2 separate regions of the Hordeum vulgare genome follow, and region 1 is linked to region 2. A link is a contact called in public Hi-C data. All regions are on one chromosome and are shown on one strand. Each heading gives the region's core, a stretch centred on a gene start, on an enhancer-like site or on the middle of the called end of the contact. The rest is flanking DNA. Distances are from core to core; before and after follow the strand shown. Region 1 holds the start of LOC123427358 (beta-fructofuranosidase 1-like). Region 2 has its middle 34 kb from the start of LOC123427358.

Region 1 (6,403 bases), core at 241-2,740, 33 kb before region 2:
GGTCGTAGTGCAGGAAGTCCTCCGTCCTGTACACCAGCGCCAGCCCGGCGTGCTCCTGGTTCTTGGACCCGATGGTGATCCGCCAGGCCCTGTCGGTCGGGTTGAGCCACGCCGTCGTCGGGTCGCGGAAGTCCGTCAGCCCGATGCCCGGCGGCGGCACGAGGACGGGGTTCGACTCCGACTTGGCCCAGCGCCGCAGCAGCGGGTCCGACGGGTCCGCCGGCTCGGCCAGGAGCTGCACCTGCACGGCGTCCTCCGTGGAGCCGGTGTAGAGCATGACGATCCTGCCGTCTGGGAGCTGCGTCGCCGAGCCGCTCCAGACGCCGTTGATGTCGTACCAGTGGTCGGGCACCATGGCCGGCGGCAGGTGGAGCCAGTGGACGAGGTCGCGCGACACGGCGTGGCCCCACGTGATGTTCCCCCACACCGCCCCGTCCGGGTTCCACTGGTAGAAGAGGTGATACCATCCCTTGTAATACAGTGGACCTGCAAATGTCACGATTCACAACAATTAATACATGAAAGCTAGGAGTACATCATACTAGTAGTACGATTATTGGGTCGTGCATTGATGCCACGACGATCTAGCTAGAAACGCTGAGAACCATAAAGCATCCGTTCACAGCATGCATGTGCATGGATTGATCGACCGGCGGCAACAACGACTTACCGTTGGGATCTGGCAGAGAGGTCGATGAGAAGAGATGGATCGGAACCGTGCGTGCGCAAGACGTCCGTGACAAAAACGCAATGCCAAGTTAGCAAAACCGAGATGGAAATGTTTGTATCAGAGACGTACGTATCCAAGTTTCAGCGTATTGAATTATTATTAGACAGAAGAAAGAGTAGCGATGGCGACGTATCTACCGTTCATCCAATTCTTCTGGGGCTGGAAATGGAACGCCGTGCGCTGCCACGCCAGCATCGCGTTGGTCCAGTCGTAGGCGCCGCCGCCGAGGAGCGCCGGGGCGGTGGACTTCTCCGACACGCCCTGCACGACGCCGCGGGAGGCCGCCACCTCCACGACGCGGCCCGCGGACGCGACCTGGTCTCCCAGCGCGGCGGCCTGGCCGTCGCCATGCCCTTGCCTGTAGACGGCGAGGCCGGCGAGCGCGAGGAGGAGCACGGTCCACGCGATGGCCGGGAGAACGGTCGACGGCCGCCTCTGCCGTGCCGGAGGGCGCCGACCCTTAAGGTTGGTCTCGGGAAGCAGCGGCGCGTTCGCGATCTGGGCGGCGTCGTGGACGCCGTCGTCCACGATCGCCGAACCGGCCGGGGTCATCGCTGCGCGCTAGCTAGCTAGGTGGGCTTGATCGAGCTAATTAATGGTGGATGAGATGCATGCATACGGGCATACGGCGATGGAGCACTTTCTGCTTTGTGTGTTTCACGGAAAAAGTATGAACTACTGGACCGATCGAGAGAGCGATACGGACGCCGTAGCCGGTCGATATTTATAGACAGCCGAGCCTTGTATGGAAGAGACAGGTGGTGCAGTGAGGCGATGATCTTTTTGAGCCCTTTGTTTCGGAAGGAAAACATCGCTGCCGGAGGAGGCGGGAAAGAAAAGGAAGGAAACGGCTACCTCTTCCGTCCAGACGTACGCTGGGTAAACGGGGTCTATGAGACCGGTCATCATGCACCGGCCATCCGAAGCAATAGGAGGAGGACGGGTCAGCGACCAGGACCCGGTTCATGTGGGTCATAGAATCAACCTAGCGCGTTTGATGTAATAAGAGAGGACCTAACGGTCATGCTCTTTCTCTACAAGGATGTCATGCTATATATGCAATCAGCGCCTATCTATCTAGATGCATGTTGTCACAAGTGCGAGAACACTGTGGGGTACACCGTGGGGTACGGTTTCCCTTAGGGAGTTTGGTGCTCATTTCATGTAAGCATGCATGAAGACCTACTTGTTTCGAGATTTTTTATTTCAAAATGATGCCACAAAGAACGTACTATTACCATGAGTCTTGCAGCTCTCTACGCGATAAGCCCCCCTCCCCCCCCCCCCCTATGTGTGATGAATGTTGTATTTTTCCATTGACAATCTTTTTTTTACTATTGGGTCATCTCGCCTCATCATAGTCACGTTGGTGCGTTCTTTTGTGCCGATGTGAGAACGGGGCTTGACTGTGTGATCGGTCACTCTTTGTGTGGTGAAATCTTCTTCTTCAGGGCCTTGGTTCGGCGTGACCATGGCCTTGACTCCTTCCGACCTCAACAATGACAACCTAGATCTTGTGATGGGGAGGCTTATGGTGATGGGTCATTGGCACGGTCAGGAAGAATAAGACAGTCCACCCTAGGAACTTTGATGCAAAAATAATCGAGGGGTGTATGTACTGTTGATTTATATAATAGGCTGAGTGCCTTTCCGAATTGAAATGATTAAGACACTACAAAAATGGTGTCCAATAAATTACAAAAAACATGGCAATCACCATGTCTAGAGTTTTAATACCAAGAGATAGTCATAAATATGACATGCAAAGGTGGATTTTCTCCTTTAAGTGTGTCTATAGTCCACTCTTAAGGATGGTATGCTATTTGACCACCATCATATCTGTTGCATCTTTGTGTTTGAGCCGAACAACATGAGCAAGAGGCACGATGTCAAGTTTGTGAGAGCGACCAAGCCATCACTGGGAGAAGTAAGGAAGAACCTTCTCCTTTCTTCCAACAGAGAAGCGAAGGAAGAAGCACGTGAGGTCAATGACTCCAATGCAAAGGTCCAGGATGAGAGGTATTGGACGGCCCGAGGCTTTTGACTTTATATTTGTACTTGTGTGTCATGCTCTCCGGGGTATCTTATAATTCAACCTAGAACTCAAGGATTTATCTCTGGTTTCGCTTTTTGGTACCCCGAAGATAAATCCACAGATGGTCCACGACTCCAATCCCTTGGAATACCGAACTTCTCCTAGACCTCCAACCTTTAATGCAACATCAGGTTTGGTTGGGCCACCCCTTCATGGAGAACCTATATAAATTATATTTAGGTCCAGGTTCAGGGTTAGCAAAGCATTTAGATTAACCAACAAAAGGAGCTTTGCTCATCTTATCCTCCCTTTGAGATCCAAGGTCTACTTACGAAAATGTATCCAAGACCATCATTTGATGGTGAGGTATGCTACTCATGATGGAGTTACTTGATTTCCCTGAAAAGGAAAGGTGATGTGGCACAACAACAGAAAGTATTTTCCACAGTTAAGAAACAAGGTTTATCAAACCACTAGAAATCACTAAGCTACCAACGTTGGTAGTACATGCACACATACAAATAAATTACTTGCACCTAACAAATGTAAGGGGGTGTCGATGTTCTTGCTAGCTACAAGATCAAAATCAAATAGTGATAGGGCAAAGCGACAAGAAAGTAAAACGAAGTAAAGAGAAATTATTGTAGAAGTTTTTGTCTTGATGGAAAATATACCCGAGGGTCATAGGTTCGCTAGTGGAATCTCTCTCGAAAGCATGTAGTGGCATGGTAGAAAAAATTTGTTGGGCAATTTCTAGAATAGCGATAATTATAACTATGATCATTCATTGCCATATAGGCATTATGTTTGTGATAAGTAGATCGTTAAATTTATTAATGTATACTACTATTACTCCAACTAAAGAGTGAAGACGGCTATCTAGGATGCATCTCAAACTATTATTTTTACAAGAAACGGTGTGACACAATAAGGAAGATGACATAATGTAGACAGAAGAAAACCTAGCAATAAAATTAACCCCATCGTTTTATCCTTAGTGGCAACAACATAATACAAGCATTTGTCCTTACTGTCACTAGACAAGATCACCACAAGATTGAATCCACTACTATGCACCACTCCATCTTAAGAACTATACATCTATCTTGGCCAAAGAAGACTCATAGATCGGAAAGCATGCATAGTTATAAAATTACAAATCAAAGAAACTTCAAGAGATTAAATAAATTAAATAAACAATCTAATCATGAAACTTCAAGAGATTAAAGAAGACTCATAGATCGTAAGGGGGTGTCGATGTTCTTGCTAGCTACAAGATTAAAATCAAATAGTGATAGGGCAAAGCGACAAGAAAGTAAAACGAAGTAAAGAGCAATTATTGTAGAAGTTTTTGTCTTGATGGAAAATATACGCGAGGGTCATAGGTTCGATAGTGGAATCTCTCTCGAAAGCATGTAGTGGCATGGTAGAAAAAAATATTGTTGGGCAATTTCTGGAATAGCGATAATTATAACTATGATCATTCATTTCCATATAGGCATTATGTTTGTGATAAGTAGACCATTAAATTTACTAATGTCTACTACTATTACTCCAACTAAAGAGTGAAGACGTCTATCGAGGATGCATCTCAAACTATTATGTTTACAAGAAACAGTGTGACACAATAAGGAAGATGACATAATGTAGACAGAAGAAAACCTAGCAATAAAATTAACCCCATCATTTTATCCTTAGTGGCAACAACACAATACAAGCATTTGTCCTTACTGTCACTAGACAAGATCACCACAAGATTGAATCCACTACTATGCACCACTCCATCTTAAGAACTATACATCTATCTCGGCCAAAGAAGACTCATAGATCGGAAAGCATGCATAATTATAAAATTACACATCAAAGAAACTTCAAGAGATTAAATAAATTCAATAAACAATCTAATGAAGAATTCACAATTCATCAGATCCCAACAAACACACCACAAGAATTACATCACATGGATCTCGAGAGATATCATTGTATTGAAGATTAGGATAGTTATGTATGATGAGATTGTTTATAGAATAGTGATAATTATAACTATGATCATTCATCGCTACATAGGTATTATGTTTGTGATAAGTAGACCAGTAAATTTACTAACGTCTACTACTATTACTCAACCCGAAGACCGCTATCCAGGATCCATCCCAAAGTATTATGTTTACAAAAAACAGAGTGACACAATAAGGAAGATGACATAATGTAGGCAGAAGAAAACCAAGCAATAAAATTAATATCATCATTTTATCCTTAATGGGAACAACATAATACACACATTTGTCCTTTGTGTCATTGAACATGATGACGACAAGATTGAATCCACTACTATGCACCACTCCCTCTAAAGAACTACCCATCTATCTTGGCCAAAGAAGACTCATAGATCGAAAATCATACTCCCTCCGTCCCAAAATTCTTGTCTTAGATTTGTCTAGATATGAATGTATCTAGTGAGGTTTTAGTATTTAGATAGATCCATTTCTAGACAAACCTAAGACAAAAATTTTGGGATGGAGGGAGTACATAGCTATAATATTACACATCAAAAAAACTTCAAGAGATTCAAATAAATTGGAAAACAATCTAATCATGAATCCACAGTTCATCGGATCCCAACAAATACACCACAAGAATTATATCAAATGGATCTCCAAAGATATCATTGTATTGAAGATCGAGAGAGGGAGAGAGAGGGGGGAGAGGGGGAGGGAGGGAGGGAGACGGAGACGGAGAGAGAGAGAGAGAGAGAGAGAGAGAGAGAGAGAGAGGGAGGGAGAGAGAGAGATCTAGCTAGTACTATGGAGATCCTGAAAGAACGACTCGCACATCATCATGAAGGTGACAAGGTTAATGAAGATAGCCTCCCCAATGACCCCCCCTTCGAGAGAGTGTCATAATAAGGCTCCATATGGGATCGCGTCGAAACTGAGACTTGCGGTGGCCATAAAATTGTTTCACGCCTCGCTCCAAGGGTATTAGAATATACGTGAATTTATAGGCCAAAGATTAGGACAAGTAGAGAATCAGGGGGTCTAGAAGCCTGCCTCGCACACCCTAGCCCCTGAGGACGCACCCACTTGGCTTGTGCCCCCTCATGGTGTTGGAAATATGCCCTAGAGGCAATGATAAATAGTTATTATTATATTTCTTGTTACAAAGATAATCGTTTATTATCGATGCTACAATTGTATTGAATGAAAACATAGATACATGTGTGGATACATAGACAAAACAATGTCCCTAGCAAGCCTCTAGTTGGCTAGCCAGTTGGTCAAGGATAGTCAAGGTTTTCTGACTATGTGCAAGTGTTGTCGCTTGATAAATGGATCACATCATTAGGAGAATCATGTGATGGACTAGACCCAAACTATGAACATAGCATATTGATCGTGTCGTTTTATTGCTATTGTTTTCTGTGTGTTAAGTATTTATTCCTATGACCATGAGATCATATAACTCACTGGCACCGGAGGAATACCTTGTGTGCATGAAACGTCGCAACATAACTGGGTGACTATAAAGGTGCTCTACAGGTATCTCCGAAGGTGTCGGTTGAGTTAGTATGGATCAAGACTGGGATTTGTCACTCCGTGTGACGGAGAGGTATATAGGGGCCCACTCGGTAAGACAAC
Region 2 (6,449 bases), core at 1,318-3,817:
TATTTTTTGTAATATATGCCTCTCATTAAGTTGATCAAATTGACGACCTAGATACATGTGCCGAACTTATAAACCGAAACGGAAGGAGTAGTAAAAATCTAACATAGGAGTAGAAGGATTCTCCAAAACATTAATTGTGGTTCCTCTTAAGGTGCCAAACTGGTGCTGGCGGCGAATGTAACTAAAGTCTACACTCTCCAGCTGCTAGACTTTTCTTCCACGCAATTCGTGCAGGTATGGAGCACAGAAGGTGTGGTTTATTGCATCGTATTGCAACCGTGGTTCTACACTTACTAGAATCTCCTTCATACTCATTGTTAGATGTGTTGTTCATTGATCGAGTTATCAAAGACTAGGAATAGAGTTCAACTGTTCATCATGTAATGATTTTGTAATTTTGTATTCCACGTGGTGTACACGGTGAGATATAGAAGGAAGCAAGCTATGTTTGCCAAGTCATAAGAAATGATCGTCTAACAATTTAGATTAAACAACGTCTCACTAACCATTTTCTGGAAACAACTAGCGTACGGTTTGATAGCTGTTTGTATTTAATATAAGTGCAAGACTTTCTACTTTGATTTTTTCCAATACTGAGATGCTGATCGAGCAGTTTTGTGTCGTGACTCTTCCAATCCAACAGAACAAAAGAGACCAAGCAACAACTTTGGGTTCTGCAAATAAACGGGAAATTCAAAAAGGGCACGCAGGTGCGGGAGCATCCTGTGAAGCCTTTCCCCGCTAGCCGTTTGCCTCACGATCCGTAAAATAGTTGGATTCCGCATGAGGCACAATAGTTTAATTTTTTTTTAAATTGACACTTACATTTTGCATCTGAAACTTGTGACTTTTTCGGTCGCCCGTATCCAGTTTCAGACTTAAAACTTTAAGGATATTTATTGTACTAAAGTTGTGATTTCGTAGGTCGCTCGTACTAAGTTTCAAAGGCTAAAACCTAACAGAATATATTTTTTAACTAGTCAAGATGTATTAAAATTGAATCTTATTTGAAAGCCCTCGTCATTAGAGACATAAATATGAAAACATAATTTATTTGGACTTTTCATTCAAAAAATATGAAAGATTAAAAACTGGAAAGGAAAAAAAAACAAAGGGGAGGGACTACCATCTGTTGGGACTAGACGATTCTGTGCCCAGGCTCGGCTGCACATGCGATGAACAAAAATTTCAAACAAAATGCTAGAAAAATTCAAAGAATTCTGAATGGTTTTTGCATGCAAGATAATTTGATGCGTGAGGTGCGTTTTAAATTTCAAATCATTTGAATATCTAAGTAACTCTTAGGAAAAAGGCAAATTTAGGGTCTTTGAAAAAGTTTATTGTTCATATATTGTGCTGGTCCGATTTATCTTTTTTGCTCAAAGCTACTCATATGTCTAAATGATCTAAAATTTAAAACATGCCTGTGGCAAAAAAGATTATATTCCATGAAAAAAAATCATTTTTTTAGAATTTATTTAATATATTCTATGAATTTTCTCTTTACGGGATGCACAAGAGCCTAAGCGCGCTCTGGATATTCGTACAGGTTGCCTCTTTTTTTTGTTGTTGTCGAGGGTGTGCTATGTGATGTCGCTGCTGACATAGCCAACTTTGATCAAGCGTAAGTCTTTCTCTTTCTTTTTTTTTTCCTGTGCGGGGAGAACAAGCTGGTAAGTACGGAGATGCTAATTGGAGCATACAAAACATAATCCCTATGTATGGCGCTTCTCCCGGAAGCAAACCGAGACAACAAAACGTGCCCGTTTGAACAATCCATGCAGACCAAATGGCCACCAATATAATTATCCACCGACAAGAAAACCGAAAACGACGCAGTTAACTGAAGCAAGTGAATTGTTGCACGCGACGGTCTGGATCTTCACACTGCGAAGCAGCTTGCCGGTCTGGGTCATCAAACAGCGAAGCAGGTCCCCGACCGGTCGGTCTAGCTAGCTGCACAGCCGAGTGATTGGGAGGCCAGTCGGATACGGTACGTACGTGGAGCGCCTCCGATCCAAGCGCTCTGAGCGGAGGGTTTAATACGCCGACGGGGACTTGATGACGGCCGGCGGTGCGGGGTCATGGATAAGAACATGCATAATAAGCCTGCCGGCGGCCAGCAGAACCACCGGAAATCCAGAATGCTCGCGCGCATGCTGCCGGATCCAGCACGTGTGTCCTTTGCGCCTTGGCTCGATCGATCGCAGGGCGGGGATGGGGACTGCGTTTTTTCAGAAATGTTCATGGTGTCTTTGTAGAGAGAGAGATACGATAGGATCGGTCCTGGATAATTACGGAGTGGTAGTTTTTCCAAACTATAACTGTTATGTACAGTTGTTATGTCACAGAGGAAAAGTATGATGCGACCGTGCGTGCGTGCGGCTCCGTTTTCCTCCACGTTAGTTGCATCAACCGATCTGTCCACGGGACTGGTGGGCCGTGCAAAGTTGATGCGCGCGCGCGTCGATCGGACGGCGATCATCCGACCTGTCCACGCGACCGGAGACGCGACGGAACAAAAAAAAGCAAGAGTGACAAGGAAAGCTCCGACCCCGATCGGTAAAAAACACGAGTACCGATCGCGATCGGCCGCATGGCTCTGTTTCTCCCGTGCAGTTGAGCCAATGTGGACCGACCACGCGCTAGCCGACGCTTCCGTCAAGTCGACCGCTCGGTTCGTGGCTCGTTGTGGCAGACTTTGAGCGTTCAGTTTGCCAGCTATGATCGGACGTGACCGTAAAGAATTTTGGAGATGTGTTGTTTGATTTTCTTATGCGTATCATAAGAAAATACTCCCTCCGTCTTAAGTGTAGTTGATCTATATCTATATCTATATATATATAATTTATATTTATACCTATTCTAATAATAAAGAGACTATCGCTTCCGTCGGAAAATCCACCGAGGTGATTTTATAAAAAAGCCCTTACTGTTTATGACATTAAACTCGTAATATATATTAAATATTTTTTTAAATACTCATATCTTTTAAACCGTAACTTCAAATTTAACATATTATACATGGAATTTGATTAGAAAAATATGTAGAATTTAAATATGATATTATTTTATCTGTTAAACGTTTAATAAAAATACTATCTAGGGTGCAATCTTAATAAATAAGTCATTATTCGTCTTTCTTTCATACCGGTACTCATCCGGGTTGGGGATGAACACGTCAACAAAATCAGGATTAGAGATGAAACTGAAGGTCACTTGACTGATTCTTTGTACGTATTAAATCTACATGCAAGCCGTGTTAAAATAGAAGACCTGTAAAATTTTGAACTGCATTTTTGTAGGATAAGACCATCTTTATTTGTATCGTAACTATAAATTCTCAAATTATAGACATTTTTTATAAATTAAGAGCGTGTGCTGTGTGGTATTTCTTTCTCCCGTTGCAACGCATGGGCCCTTTTGCTAGTATATATATATATATATGTATATGTATATGTATATATATATATATATATATATAATATAATAATAATAAAAAGGCTATTGCTTCCGTCGGAAAACCCACCGCGGCATTTTTATAAAAAAAAACTATATTTTTTGTTATTCAATCCGTGCTCCATCATTTATCTGCAACGTAAAAGAAAAAAACGATTCGCACTTAAAACCATAGAAAGTTAACGGTTGTGATTTGACACTCTAAAACTAAGATGTACCAAGGGTGAAGATAAGACAATGAGTTTTTTTTTTTGAAGGATTAGGCAAGGACTAGATTTATACTATTACAGGTGTGAATATTAGGCAAGGAGAGAGAAGTACACTATTGTACGTCCAAACTCAAAAGCACACACGTTGGTTTCCTGCGCCAATACGCGTAGCCAAACAAGCATGCACGTGCTACATTCTACATTAGGCGAGGACACGCACGTACAGACTTGGAAGCACACGGATTAATTTCCAATGGAACCATCTATACCCAATTCGAACTGAACAATCTTTGGACTAATATTTTTTGACAAATAATCTATCTCCAAGAGACACGTACAAATATGTGTAATAGAAAGACATCGAATATATTACAACAAAAAATAAGGGTTATATCCAACTAAAAAAAGACGTTTCCATCGTATACATAGAAGATATCTTTACCTAATAATAAAGATGCTATCGCTTTCATCGAAAAACCCATTGCGGTGATTTTAAAAAAAGTCCTTGGTGTTTTCTAAAATTAACCAGCAATCCAATTGATAAGTGAAGCTGAATCGGTATGTGCGGGAGAAAAAAAAACACCAAACCACCCACGACCTTACCTCCCATCTCCATCGCCAGCGCGCCACCACCCCCTGCCACGGCGCCGTGCGCCGCCGGCCCCAACTCCTCCAATGCTCACCTCCGTCCCCGCGCGCCACCGCCCCATATCCGGGCCTCCCCGCGCGATGGTCGAGGCTCCGGCGGGCGAGCCGCTGGGCGGAGGAGGCGGAGAGCCGGTACCCGCGCGGAGGAGGAGGCGAAGGCAGCCGCCGCCGCCAACGGGGATGGGGACGGGGACGTGGGCAACAACATCTACACCTCTGAGGACGAGGGCACCGAGAACTATGGTCGTGGCGGCTACCACGTAGTCCGCCCCGGGGACAACTTCAAGCAGGGCGCCTATGTCATGGAGTCGAAGCTCGGTTGAGGCCACTTCTCCACCGCCTGGCTCGCCTCGGACACCGCCAACTCCGTACGTGCTCACCACCCCCTCGCCTCGCCGTGAAACCCCGTGTTAAAATCACCCCGCTGCCTCTAAGATTCGCTACGAGGATATGTAGGAAAAAAATATTGATCTGGATGCAGTTGTCTGCCTGCCCACCAACTGTTCGCTCTTTTGTCACAGAGCTCATATGCAGAACAACTAAATCAATTTCTCATTATTACTGTTTTATCCGTCAACCCTATCGCACTACACGAGATATTCTCATGTTTTACGCCACTTGCCTAGAGGCTCAGGCTGCTCGTGTCCAGCGTTTCTGAATCTTTTGGTTATCTGTGCAGAGGTATGTGGTCGTGAAGGTGCAGAAGAGCGCACAACACTACTCGGAGGCTGCCATGGATGAGATCAAGATCTTGAGGCAGATTGCTGACGGTGACCTTGAAGACTCCCGTTGTGTTGTTAAGCTTCTTGACCACTTCAAGCACACACGCCCCAATGGGAGCCATGTCTGCATGGTGTTTGAGTTTCTTGGTGATAACTTGCTCACCCTAATAAAGTACATGGACTATCGTGGCATTCCGCTTCCAATGGTTAAGGAGATATGCCGGCATGTGCTCATTGGCCTTGACTACCTCCACCGCGAGCTTTCGATTATCCACACTGACCTGAAGCCCAAAAACATATTCCTCGTGTCCACTATTGACCCCTCAAACGATCCCTGGAAGTCAGGTGTGCCACTGGTGCCGCCTGCTGCAAGGGCCATCGAGCCACCTCCAAGGGCTCCTGCCCGACCATCAACGAGTAGTGGCGTCACCAGGAACCAACATAAGAAGATCCGGAAGAAAGCCAAACATGTAGTTGCTTCAACTTCAGAAGGCAATGGGGCAGTGGCATTCGCCAACATAGACGAATCAGATGATAAGGGAGATCTGAGTACAGCAAATGAGGGCAGTCCTAGCCAGGATGGGGACATGAAGAGAGGAGGAGGGCATAGGCTGGGCAACAAAGGGACTAGGAATAGGATGGCGATGGAAGCTGAACTAGGCTGCAAGCTGGTTGACTTCGGAAATGCATGTTGGACGTACAAGGAGTTCACAAGTGATATCCAAACAAGGCAATACAGATGTCCTGAGGTCCTTCTGGGCTCCAAGTATTCTACATCTGTCGATCTGTGGTCCTTTGCATGCATATGCTTTGAACTTGCCTCAGGAGATGTGCTCTTTGATCCGCATAGTGGAGATAACTTTGACAGGGATGAGGTATTTTTGTTCATTTCCTCACTTTGGTTTCGACTAAGAACATACTTTCAACATTGTGGATCTGTACCCGGTTTATCACCTGGTAAATGATGTCCCCCATTTTAACTCAAGAAAGGTTCTCATCACAATCAATAACCGACTCTTTGATACCTACATTTAATTCAAGCAGGAGATAACTGCGAAGGGTGGGCCTCACTTCTAGCTCGATGATATTGTTTTCCAAAGTTTTATTTCTTGCATTAGCGTGACTCAGTGACATGTGTATGGTCATGGTCGACTTCACCGCCTTGAGACTCACCATGTTCAGGTGAACACGGTAGCCACCATTGGCAAGGATCGAAAAGAGGATAATAATAAGTGATAACACGGTTTTCGTGTTCAAATAGAAAAATGTGGACCTAGGAAATGGGTCTTGAGCTACACTTATATATTGGTTAGGGGTGAGCAATGTTTTTTTTCTCCCGTTGAATAAAATTTGCAGGTCTTAGTGTCACCTCATGATACTATTCATGCATTCTAATTCATCCATTTAACTT

The links. Hi-C and Micro-C count contacts between places; a contact is called where the count stands out from the background.
Region 1: a Hi-C map of leaf shows a contact between it and region 2, with 1.9 times the contacts expected there. The contact joins the promoter of LOC123427358 here to the enhancer-like site in region 2. A contact is called at or near these places in 2 of 6 Hi-C or Micro-C datasets (leaf and seedling).

Annotation. Positions count from the first base shown.
Region 1 is chr2H:569,342,182-569,348,584 of MorexV3_pseudomolecules_assembly, reverse strand. LOC123427358 (beta-fructofuranosidase 1-like) reads right to left here and starts at 1,490. Exons shown (of 7, transcript XM_045111384.1): 1 at 868-1,490; 2 at 671-679; 3 at 1-486. The coding sequence starts at 1,282.
Region 2 is chr2H:569,310,134-569,316,582 of MorexV3_pseudomolecules_assembly, reverse strand. It overlaps the pseudogene LOC123428664. Among protein-coding and RNA genes, the nearest start is that of LOC123427358, 34 kb to the left of the region's middle. Within about 2 kb of position 2,567, at least 2 of the 3 cell types and tissues checked have open chromatin away from gene starts, as enhancers often do. A contact at or near this core is called in leaf, where this site is marked.